Linked DNA regions of Cricetulus griseus: region 2 is linked to region 1. A link is a contact called in public Hi-C data. All regions are on one chromosome and are shown on one strand. The core of a region is the stretch at or near the end of the contact, and the rest is flanking DNA. Distances in the headings are between cores, read along the strand shown. Region 1 overlaps Macrod2 (ADP-ribose glycohydrolase MACROD2). Region 2 holds the start of Flrt3 (leucine-rich repeat transmembrane protein FLRT3).

Region 1 (5,986 bases), core at 1,760-4,259:
TGCATGTTTTTACAGCTCCCATTTATATATGGGAATATAATTGCTGGGTTCATATGGTGATTCTATGATTAACAATGTGAAAAACTGCTACAAAACTTCCTCAGGTGAATATAACATTTTGTGTTCTTCCTAATCATGTATGGAGGTTGTAGTTTCTCTTATCATCGATAATAGGTGATATGACCTGTTGTTTTGATAATAGATACACTCCCTGACTGGAGAAAGTAACATGTCACTGTGGTTTGGCTTTACACTCGTCAGATGAATTATGCTCAGCATCTAATAGTGTCCTGATCTTAGCCATCTGAATAACTTGTTTGGAGAAATTGTGATTCAGATCTTTGGCATACTTCAACAAATGAGTTATTGTCTTTTAGTTGTGACCCAAAAAAAGACACATTATTACTGTACTCCCTTATCAGATATGTGATTTTCAAACATTTTCCCCACTCTGCTACTTATCTTTATTTTCTTTATGATGGGATTTGAAACACATATACCTACTTTCAGTTCTGTATATGATACCTCTTCAGTGAACATTTATGTAGAGTTTTGAAGCTGGAAAACATTGGAATCCAATTTTTAAATGGATTATTACAGAATATTCTGAGCCCATTTCATTTCCAGTAATTTGCTGATATACAATAGCCAAAGTCTATCATTTTATAACCTTCTCTCTTTTTATGGCTTCTATTTCTCTTTATTTGGTTATTTAAAGAATTTTTTAGTTTATGCCCTAACTTGTAGCATTGTAAAGCCCACTGTTTTGTATAGTGTTTTTTATTGTAGCTATATTAATACAACATATGAGTTAAATTTTTTACTGTCAAATAATATCATCTTCCAGGGTCAAGTGATATGCTCCTGCTAGTGCCATTGACAGCCTGGGGTCAGTAATGTGGAATTGTCCAGTAATGTTTAGAAGAAACTGTGAAACATGTACTGTTGTTGGACCTCCTTTCTTCATGAACCTGGCTACAAGAATCTCAAAGCATTTGTTCTTGTATGCTTATTGGCAGCTTTAGGTGAGATACTGCCACAGCAGCCTACCCAGAATACATGAAGAATCATGAGAAAACTCACCGGAGTCACCCTGCATCTGTCAAGAACCCTAAGCAGCCCTCCTCCTCCTTCCATTTTTCAGAGACTTCTTCAGTTTGTTGTGTTATTTGGAGATTTTTATTTATAAGGAGAAAGACTGGGGAGAAATGTTACCACTCCATTCTGGTAGAATTGAAAATAATATGTTATGTTAGCATTGAAAATGACCATTTGTTCCCCTTGAATTCCACTAATATATTTTGTTTCCACCCAGTAATAATTTAGAAAGGTTCAACTATTTTGACGATGGCACAAAATTACTCCTTTTGTTTTTCATATGCAGGCAAACAACCATTTATATTTATCTAAAATAATTGTAAACATTTGAAAATAATTACATGGTTAAGTCACTCCAATTAGTTAAAAGAGTTGGATGAGAACACAACAGAATATTCAAACAACAGCTGAGTAGAAGATTTTAATCTCATTACCACTGATGTCAGCATTCTACCTGAGGCAAAACTAATTGCTGCAACTTCCACCCACAGCCCCAACTCATTGCATACTCACACTGGATAATCATGGAGGAGAAAATGCCCTAATAAAGGGAGGTGGAGTAGGGAGATTTTATTGGACCTTTGCATCATGGAGGAAGCCAGAGAACAATGCATCTGCAGTTCTGTATGTAAGAGAAAAGATCTATGCATTTGCAAGTCATCTCTCTGACAACAACAACAATAAGACGCCATCTCGGATGTTCCTGGAAGTGCCTTTGTGGAAACATCAGAAATGTGGTTCCCTGGTATGTAGACTCTAATTTGGAATTTCAGTTGCACTTCAGATAAGTCATCAAGTACCCTAGAACTTGTTTTGTTGTCTGTGACATAAAGGTTGCTGATTCTCCTGAAGAACTGAATGAAAATATGAAGGGTGTTTCTCGAAGAATCTCAGAAATGGTAAATAACTACTCATTACACTGACAAAACAGTGTAGCTGGGGCTCAGAACCTCAGGGCACCAGGGTTGGTTTGTATTAGGGTTCTCCCAGTGCTAACTTCAAAGGCACCATACCAACTCACATTTTCTAGGGAAGTGTCTCTCCTAAAAGCATCAAGGAGAACTTAATAAGTAAACCGTGGTCTCAAAATACTGACATGCCGTATTAATTTGAATAAATCCAAAAATTCTAACCATTATCAGATTTCAAGTAAATCATTTTATTTTTCCAAAAAGTAAATTGTGGGACAAATCTTAAGAATTTCTGTTTTAATCTTGTACATCTTCCTCTGAAAATTGCCTGAGTCTAAAAGAAATTTTAAAGCTACATATTCAGAAAGTAAAGACTACCTCACATTTTATCTCTTACAAAGGGTAGTGGAATCCCAACAACAATTATGTGCCTCACCCTCCCTTTAGCCAGTGCTTTCTACTAACTTTGGTCTGTTTGGAGTTCAATAGACTTTATAACAGAGCTACTGGAATAAGTTCCCCTCCTTGGGCTTATTGGGCCATAGAGGAACACACAAATATAAATCTATTTTATAGAGTGTCCAATGCAACAAGTATTAAGTCATTTGTAGTCCTGGCACAGTAGAGATGAGTTCCACAGCCTTGGAAAACTATTTAGTGGTCTGGACCTCAGAATCCCAGCTAGGGGGTAATACAGCAACACTACACTGCATGTTTGACAAGCATTTCTCAGGAACCTGGCCACACCCTTGCAAGTCAAGGGGTGTGCCAGCAGCCAGTACTGACTTCATTTAAGGACAATCAAATAAAAGGTCTAAGAACAAGTGTGAGCTACAAAATAGTGAATGAGTCATGGGGCAAGCTGTGAAGCAAGAGAGGTGAAGGAAAAAACCGGTAAAGCAGAATGATGTGGGAAAGTTGGAATACCAAAAGCATAGCTAGCAGATAGTAAGGGGAAAGGGGAGGAAAAAAGAAAGAGCAGAAGTGCTGGGTAAGACCTAGGATATGACACATTTAAGGGTAGAGTTACACAGACAGCTGACTCATACTGCCAGCAAGGGCCAGGGATTTCAACATTGGATAATCAGTTGTCTTCTATTATGGGTGGGAAACCAAACTCAGAGGAAATGTCCCAATGACTTACTTTATTAGGCTGGATCATGACCTCATAGTACTAGCAAAGATAAACACTACCCATGCCTCGGACCCCAACTCTGGTGTAGCAGCTCTGTAAGCCACTCTATTGATGAGGATACACAGTAAGATCTGGAATCCTAAGGCTACACCAAAGGCATCTTTCGTATACACACTCCACAGTCCTGGGGCTGAATCTATCTAATCTACTAAATAGAGTTTGTTACCACATTCCTAAGGAGGAAATGTCTTTTTTTTAAACCTTACTCAGCTCCACTTTCACTCAGAGGTTATGAATATTTTATACTTCATTCTATGAAAAATATTTTTAAAAAAAAAAAAGGTTAGACAGAATAATAGGAAGACCCAAAGGTGCGCTGAAATGTAAATGAATGAAAAATGAACTAGTTTTGGAGAAAATAACCTAGAAAGAAAAATAAATCACAGGTTGTCCTATTGTGTTCTGGTGTCAGTCATATTGTCTGATATCCCTGAAAAATCCATTATTCATTTTAAAAGATAAGATGAAAACCATATGCGTTTATTAGTGAAAAGGATTGGAGAAGTTCATTTTGATTAGATGAAATATCCATCCAGTGTTATTCTGAAAATAAATTCAATGGTTCATACAGAAAAAATGGGAAGTGCACTTTTACCATACCTTCAACTCCAGATCTACCAAATGCATATATAGTTATCAAAAGAATGTTGTGAAAATTACAGCCAACTTTATAACAGAAATTGGGCAACAGCTCAGGAAAAACTTCATTCAAAATAGAAGATAATTAAAATTTAAATGACAGAATGTCCAACTGCCTTTTTAATATTTTATAGTCTGAATAAATTTACAATTTTATTATCACATATTCTTTTACAAAATATTTTAAGCTCGTGACGCATCTCAATGGCAACTCACTACATAATTTTCACAGGGGTGCTCCTCTTCCATGTAAGCTATTTTTGCAATAGATGATAATAATGATGCCAAAAATGATTACCTGTAATCAATCCATGCCCTGGGTTATCTGACATACTTATAAGCACAAAAGCACTGGCAGTTTAATGTCTCTCTGTTCTGTTGACAACTTATGGTTTAAGAAATTCTGTATATAGAACTTTTTCCCATTGAGACTTTCATTACTGCAGTTACATGAGAAGGCGACTTATTTCACATTCCTGAATTGCAGTGGAAGCAAGACTTACTCCTATAACTATAATAATTCAGTATCATTGTTTAAATAAATATTAGAAAATTACTAGTGGAATTACTCACTCAAATACTAACTTAGTTTATACTATACAACTCTGTACTTCATTAAAGAACCAAATCCATACCACCAGGCAGTGGTGGTGGAGCAACTGAAGGGGAAAAGACTATGAGTTTGTCAGATGTCTGCACCACTAAGATAATAAAGTAAAAAAAATGTCACACAGTTGCATCTAAATGATTTTAAGATTTGAATGTTCTAAGACATTATTTTCTTTTTGTATCCCTACCTTCCAGCGCAGTGACTGACACAAGACAAATTTGTAAGTGTTGAGTAAATGAACAACAAGATCTTACTTCATTTATCAAGGGCTGTGGAGAAGGTTAGCATTTAATCCAAAACTGCCTTGAGCTCTCTCTGCCTCCTGCTCTCAGCAGTTCCTGCTGCCATGTCTTCAGTCTACCATCATGGACTCCAAACAGCAGACAGGACCACCCTCCAGGAGAGAGTATATATCCAGGAGGGCAAGGTTGTACCCTAGAGCTGGAGCAATTATGGCCTGAGAACCAGTCTGCTGCCTTGAGCAATAGGAACTTCTTGGACCATCTTGTAGAATGAGAAATGAAACAACAACCAGGCAATGTCCTCACCCAAACTGTCAAATCATGTGAATCTCTTTCCTCTGCTTTCATTTCTTTCTATTTCATTTAACTCACTTCGTATCACAAAGACAGACCTGGGCCCATGAGCCCCTCTGTTTGCTTCCTCAGCATGGCCTCATTGATTAAATCATCTCTCTTTGACCTTTAAAGCAAAAAACTCCTTGAAAATATTTTTAAATCAGTAAAATAAAATAATAATAATCCTTGCATAATGACTCCCAGCTAAAAGAAATCATATGCAAAATTACCAAAAAATTATGTTAATCAATTCTAAAATAATGAAAGTTCTATGTGTAAAAATATCATTTATGTATAAATGATGTGAAATTTACAAAACATCATGATGATTTTAATTTTAAAAGAAATATATAGAGAATATTTATTAAAAATAGATGCTACTTAACAATTTTGTGATGACAATAGATTACAAACATTCAAAAGGTATCAATGAGTGCATGGAAAACTATGTTAAGGTATCTTTCCCACTACCTCAAAATACAGTTGTAGTTCTTTCTCTGAATGACCACAAGGAGAAAGCAAGAGTGTGATTTCCTCTCTAGCACAGACTAAGAAGAGATGGAATTAGGACAATCGTGGCCAGGTCTTCCACAGTATGAATAGTCACTAGTCCAGCATCCAGTCCCTGCATCTCATTGCTTCAGGGTTTTCTCTGGCCTCTACTGTCAACTTTGCCTATGAACATGAAATGCCATAATGGATGGAAAATTCATGTCCTCCAACTCCCTCATCCCTCAGTTAGAAGAAATCTAAGTCACAAATTTACTCTGTTGCCCAGAGTTGTCCAACTGAAGTGATCTCTAGTTAGTTCATGTTAACTTGCATTGTGGCATCATTCACTCCCTGTAGGACAGAAGAAAGGGCAGGAAAGGAAGATGGCAAGGTGTAACCTCTTTTTCAGCTTATGGTCTTAAACATGCTCCCCAAATGCCTAATACAGTAGCTTCTCTTTCCT
Region 2 (6,205 bases), core at 3,230-5,729, 210 kb after region 1:
CTACCTTGCTTGTGGGGGAAGAGCTTGCTTATGGGGAGAGGAGCAAGGGAATAGACAATCTGATTTTGCTTTGATTTCTGTCTCAAGTCCTATAATAACAGATCTCACTCCAATGTAATATGTTTTGGAAATATAGTTAAAAGGAATATATATTGCTTGTAAGGTGCATTTTAAGTGTTGACTAAAAGTAAATACCAGAACAGAAGAACGGTTTAATATAATGTTTTAAGGCTCTCTTTAGTATTCGATGGCATCTGTGACCTGCTAAAATCTAATTATTTCTCTAATACTCTGTGGAATTTTTCAGAATGATGTGGTACAGTTTCTAACTGATGCATTAAGCATCTGGCCTGACTTTACAGAATCCCAGATAGCTGAATACACAATCTATGTTTTATTAACATTGCAGAAGCCCATGCTTATATGCAGTACTGATGTGCCCTGACATGCATCACTACCTGTTGACAGAAAAAAAAAAAGTGTGTGGAGGGGCTAGAATCAAGGGTCTACAAACAGAAAAATCCTTCAAAGATGTTTTGGCAACTTTAGCAGAAACTCTGGCAAAGAAGAAAGAAAGAAGAAAAAGCAAAAAACAGAAAGGGGAGAAACAGAGTAGCTTCAAGTCTATAAATTTATAAAACACATCCAAGTTTCAAATTTCAGTATACCAAATCCTCAGAAATAATCATCTCTAATATCCCCTGCTTCCTTCTCCAATCCAAAGACCTCTGTTTTCTTTGGGGTGTGCCCTCAGTTTCTAAAAGGGTCCACTTCAAGTACAGCTCCAAGGGGGAGAGTGGTTCACCAGCTTATCTCCTGGTCTTTGTACAATAGCTTCTGGAGTGAGAATCTATTCAAGTTTAAACAAATGAGGGTGCAGAAGCTTCTAGGAAGAGGCTTCCCCTCCCTGGAACACTGTGTGGATAGAGAATGGAAGGAATATGTGCACTGGTGCTGCCTAAAAGGAAAGCCAGAGCTCCCAAGGGCCCACTGTCTATAGCTTAAGGAGTCTGCTGACACTGCAAAAGCCAGAACAGAGAGCAGAGAAAACTGCATCCTCTGCTGACAAGTGACTCTCTCAAGCTTTACCTGAAGCCATTTGGTCTGGGTGTTTGAAGTTATCACGAAAGCCCATCCATTCCAACTGTTGACTGGGCAGTGCAGCTAGGCTTTCAGTGACTTGGAATCCAGAGAGTCTCAACTGATAGCCAGCAGGTCAAGCTGTTTACCATACCAAAGCCAAGCCTACCTTGTCTTCCCCCAGCACTGTAAAGCTTTTATTCTCATCGCTAGCCTCAAGGGACAGAAGACCATCAGCAATGTTTCTAACTTAAATACACTTTGATGTGTCCCAAGATTTCATCTCAAAACATCACAGGTGGAGGTGCTTTGGGATGTCTCTAGTAGCAGTGTCTTTTACAAGGCAGTAATGAGTATGTGTGATAAGGGTGAACTAGATAGCCTATGTATAGGTAAGTTCGGAGACATGGATCAGATGATCCCTTCTGTAATCAATCATTAGGGATTGTGGCTTTACTTGGAAAGTAGTAAAAGTGATTTGCAAGAAGGTGGGGGTATTTGTTTTTATTTTTCTACGTGGATACACCTGATTCCAAATGTAATGTCCCCTAGTCTCACAGAGAAAAACACAAAACAAAATCGTTTGGGCTCAACTAGATTTTAAATGCAGGGAACTTGAAGCCCTGTGATATAAGAAGATAGGAAACAAATAATCTTCTGCCTCCACTGCACGCCCATCTCTGCCTATAGAACAACTCCAAAGAGAAATGTGAAAACTGAAAACCATGTTATTGGCCCTACCCTACCACCACTGAGTAATACTTCTTTTTACCACATGCCCAAATGCCTCCCCCCATCTTTGTAAGAGCAGCTATCACTTTGCTGGGCAGTTACTATGAGTCACGCTCTGAGCTAATAAACTCAGAAACATTAAGTGATTTGTCAATAGTCATGTGGCAAAGCCCAAGAGAGAGCTCAGATCAAGGGAAGACTCTGAAGCCCATATACTTAGACTCAGTGGCCCTCCGTACCACACACATACTTTGAGTCCTTCTTCCTGTGAGACTCCAGTCCCACCCTTCACATCACAAAAGCTGCTTAGTCTCCTCCTCCTCCAACTGGAGCAACTATCCCTTTCTAGTTAGTCTCCTTTGGAGTATATAGCAGGAAAGCAATCTGAAGTAACGCTTGGCATTTTAACCTTGCTAGAGATGTTACAGAAAGTAGTCAAGGGGGCACACATTAAAGTAAGTCCACTTGACACTAGCAGAATTTCAGGTGTCTGATAATAGAAGGAATTGGACCCCCACCCTACTCTGCACTCGCCCCAGAGTATATACATCTGGGGCCTGTGAGAGTGCTAAGCTTGAAGACTGGAGTTTGGACTCTGGCACTCACATGGTGGATGGAGAAAACTGATTCCTGTAAGTTACCTTCTGACCTCCACACTTAGATCATGATGTGTGTGTATTCTCCTAACCCCCACATACAAACAAATAAATGTAATTTAAATTTGAAAAAGAGTATATTTGTTTGTGAAAGGGAAGATGACAATGAAGGCAGGATAGATTACATTTTTGGCAATCTCTTGCATGCTGCTACATTTTAATTCACAGCTTGTGGGGGGCAGGATGCAGAAAACATAATTGGTATTCAATAAATTCTTGCTGCCGTTATTTCCCAAGAGATGAAACCAAAGCACAAAGCAGGTAATATGAGGTCACATGACAAATTGCAGCCTAGGGAATGCAAGCCCCAAAGCACCCAGCTCCCAGACCAGCCTGCTTTCCTTTAGATACCTATAACCCAAATTGCCCATTTATCTTTCATTTTTGTTGAAGGCTTTGAGGCAGCTGAATGGAGACAGAACTGATTAAATATGGATATAAGCCCACAGGAATTTGGTCAGGCAAAAATTTCCTTTTTAAATAGAATCAACTCTCATTTGAAAATGGCTTCTAGAAAGAACTATTTCAAGAAATAATTTAATCCAGGTGTTGATTTGCAGTAACTGAAAACAACCCACCTATTCCTAAGAGATTATCAGTTGGTTCAACTTTCTTTCCTCCAAAAAATGCAGCAGCCACCTTGGAGTTTAACCTGCACTACTTAAGACTTCTAAGAAACTGGCTTTTCAATAGATGTTAAAATGCTAAAAGTCTTACTTTCATTCAATGGGTCAGTCCCCAGAAGTCAGCAAAAGAGTGATCATAGAACAATAGGTGTCAGAACATCTCTTATCAGGGGTTCACTTCACCTTCCACTCTGATAGCCTCCATTCTTGGAGGAAAATTCAAAAGGTCAAACAGATGCCAAACACACGGATAAACTAAAGGCAGCTAATGAAGAGAAAATAACCACATACTCCTGAGACAGACAACTAGCCTTCAAAGATAAACAAAAAATTTCCTAGAAAGAACACAGTCAGAATCAAGCAAATAAAGACATTAAAGGAAATGGCCATTAGGGTAAATGCAGAAACAAGATCCTTCACTTAAATTCACTTCCTTAAGGGGAAGCTCACAAGTCCAAAGTAATTCCTAACTCAACAGTAGGAAACTGATGAAAAAGTTACACCTGGAAATCACAGTCTTAATATCCTGTTAATGAGGCAGAGAAATCGCAGTGTCTTGCAACTGTCAATATTTATTCATGTATCCAGATTAAAATAATTTAATCCCAGCAGAACCATCTCTAACAGATATTCTAGGATGATGATGTCTGTCTGAACCCATGCTCATGGCAGCAAGAAAAAAAAAATAAGAAAAAGATTCTACCTTTTTATTTTGGGGGAATCTCTTAAATGTAAGTTATATTATCGACTTGGTTCTAAAGTAGGGGTATGCAGTTAGGCACACTTGTAAGTGGTCTCTGTAGTAGTACATGAAACCTGCTTCATTATGTAAAAGTGCACATGAAAAGAAAAGCCTTCCTCCTTCCCAATAAGACTGCTTTCTTCAATATTTTTATCTTTCTCCTATTCCCATGTCCTTTCTCCTAAGTAAATCATATGTGAACCTGCTTTCGATTCATTTACCAAATAAATTTTGGTTGGGATTGCCATCGTCCATTCTCCACAGTTAGAACATGATTGTAATATAATGAAAACAATCTGACTTTCGTTAACGTATTTTCAATGCAGATGGCTTGGACACCAGACACCTGTTCCTCTGTTGTGATCTTACAAATAATCCTTCTCGCATGCTTGTGTATTTTTCTGAGTGTGCTACCACCACCTCGTAGTAGTAAACTTTAGGGAACGCTGAGAGTCTGAGGCGCTGCCTACAAACCAAATGGCATCTTGGCTTTGGCAAGCTGAACGGCTCATTTCGGCTTCTCTCACCCCCTCTAGCGTTGGCAAAGCTCATCTGTCTGATTATCCAGTTACCTCACTGAACAAGAGCTAGGCTAAGTCCTGCCCACCTATGACATCACCCCCTTCCTCAACCACTGCGAGGTGAAGCTTTAAACTTCAGACTTGGAGGTGGGCTGCGCGCAGTCAACTGGATGCTCTCGCGCGCAGTCCTCAGCACAGGAGTGATCTGAAGCAGGACGGGCTCAGGCTGCAGCTGCTGTGGCTTTGTGTGCCCTGGATGCCGCGCTCCGCAGACGGGGGAGGGTTTTTACTTCAACTCACAGGCAATGGAATTACAGCTGTAGCAGCAGGGTATAAAGGATTGCTTTTTTTTCTCGTCTTCCTGGTAAGTGTTTTTCATGCTTTTTCTTACCATTGTCCCAGAAACTTCGCTCGCTGTTACTCTCTAGAAAGAAAGGACTTGCTGGGTTCCATGAGGAATCCAAGTAGCCGCGTTTGCTCCGTCAGCAGGACAAGCAAAGATGTGCGTGCAAGGCAGCTAGGGAAAGTCTGCCTAAATAGCCAAATGTGAGAAGTTTCTTACAGCCTTATAGCATTAATGATGATGATGATGATGATGATGATAGCTCCCCTCTGTTTTCAAGCAATTGCTATTGACATGAAGCTTTACGGGAAACTGCAAGTTGGAAAGTTGAGTGTTTGAGATAGAATAAGAGGCAGATTTTTTTTTTTCTCGGCTACAAAAGCGAAAGGTCGCTAACTTGGTGTGTACTGTATGTGTGGTATGATCACCTATCGCTGTTTTCATAACTGTGAAAGAAAATCAATAATCCCTCAGCCCATGAGTACGCAGTCCATGAAAAGCATATATCTCGCTCACAGCCAGCGAGCTGCCCTGGGAGAACAAGACCCCTCTGTGGAGGATTAACAGCTACACCTAGATCTGAAAGCTTGCACTGCTTATCCTGCCACAGCTCCTTCAGGCATTTGAAGCTCGGGAATCTCAACTGGTAAATTCAACTCAGAGTCTCGGGCCAGGAGAACGCCAAAACCCATCGCTTGGGCAAGTGTAGAATGTGACTAGCATAGTAACTGGGTAAGTCCACTCAGAAAAACTAACAAAGATCACCCTGGAAGCCGGTGCTTGATGTATGCAGTGAGGGTAGCAGGGGAGGAAAGCCTGGCTGGGGTCATCGTCAAATGGCAAAGGCTGAGTGGCCATTCACTTGCAACTCGCAGTGGAAAAATCTTATATTGGAACAAATGCATGGAGACTACAAAGCTTCCAGAAGGTATTTAAATGTATCTTAAAAAAAAATAACTGTTTTTCAGTAAATTATGTCTGAAACAAAATGGTTGCATGAAGGTAAAGAGTGCAACAGGCCCGTCTTTTCTCAACATTGGGAGGGGGCTTATTTGTTTAGACTTAAAAGGAAATTAAAAAATGTTGGTGTTTTTCAATTACATAACTAAATGGTTTTTAATAGTTATTTTAATTGTTCTCAGTCAATCTATGCTTCAAAATGCACACATTGGTTATGTGATCAGGATGAAATACCATGATTAAAGCCATGAAAAGTGCTTCAGCTGTAGCGATTCCTTCATTCATCCTTAACTGCATAAGAATATCCTGACCAGCATAAACAGACAAGGAGGAACCTGCCCACTCTCAGGCTAGAATCACTTAAGCTTGACTCAGAGTGACAGGTGACTGACATCCATTTCTTTGGAAATGAGTAAAGAAATCAATCCTTTAAAAGTATCACAAAATATTATCACTACAAATATTAACGATCTTATTGTGTTATGACTATGCAAAGATTAGTTATATGACTTAGCTTCAAATATATGTGTATATGGATATGTGTA

What was found. A called contact is a pair of places that touch in the nucleus more often than the background predicts.
Region 2: a contact with region 1 is called in a Hi-C map of fibroblasts, with 2.9 times the contacts expected there. The contact joins the promoter of Flrt3 here to the enhancer-like site in region 1. A contact is called at or near these places in 2 of 8 Hi-C or Micro-C datasets (the CHO-K1 cell line and fibroblasts).

The regions. Positions count from the first base shown.
Region 1 is chr6:37,943,137-37,949,122 of CriGri-PICRH-1.0, forward strand. The region is part of intron 4 of Macrod2 (ADP-ribose glycohydrolase MACROD2); the gene reads right to left. Among named protein-coding and RNA genes, the nearest start is that of Flrt3, 210 kb to the right of the region's middle. Within about 2 kb of position 3,010, at least 1 of the 6 cell types and tissues checked has open chromatin away from gene starts, as enhancers often do. A contact at or near this core is called in fibroblasts, where this site is marked.
Region 2 is chr6:38,146,679-38,152,883 of CriGri-PICRH-1.0, forward strand. It overlaps Flrt3 (leucine-rich repeat transmembrane protein FLRT3), which reads left to right and starts at 4,480. Exons shown (of 2, transcript XM_035446322.1): 1 at 4,480-4,721. The region is part of intron 3 of Macrod2 (ADP-ribose glycohydrolase MACROD2); the gene reads right to left.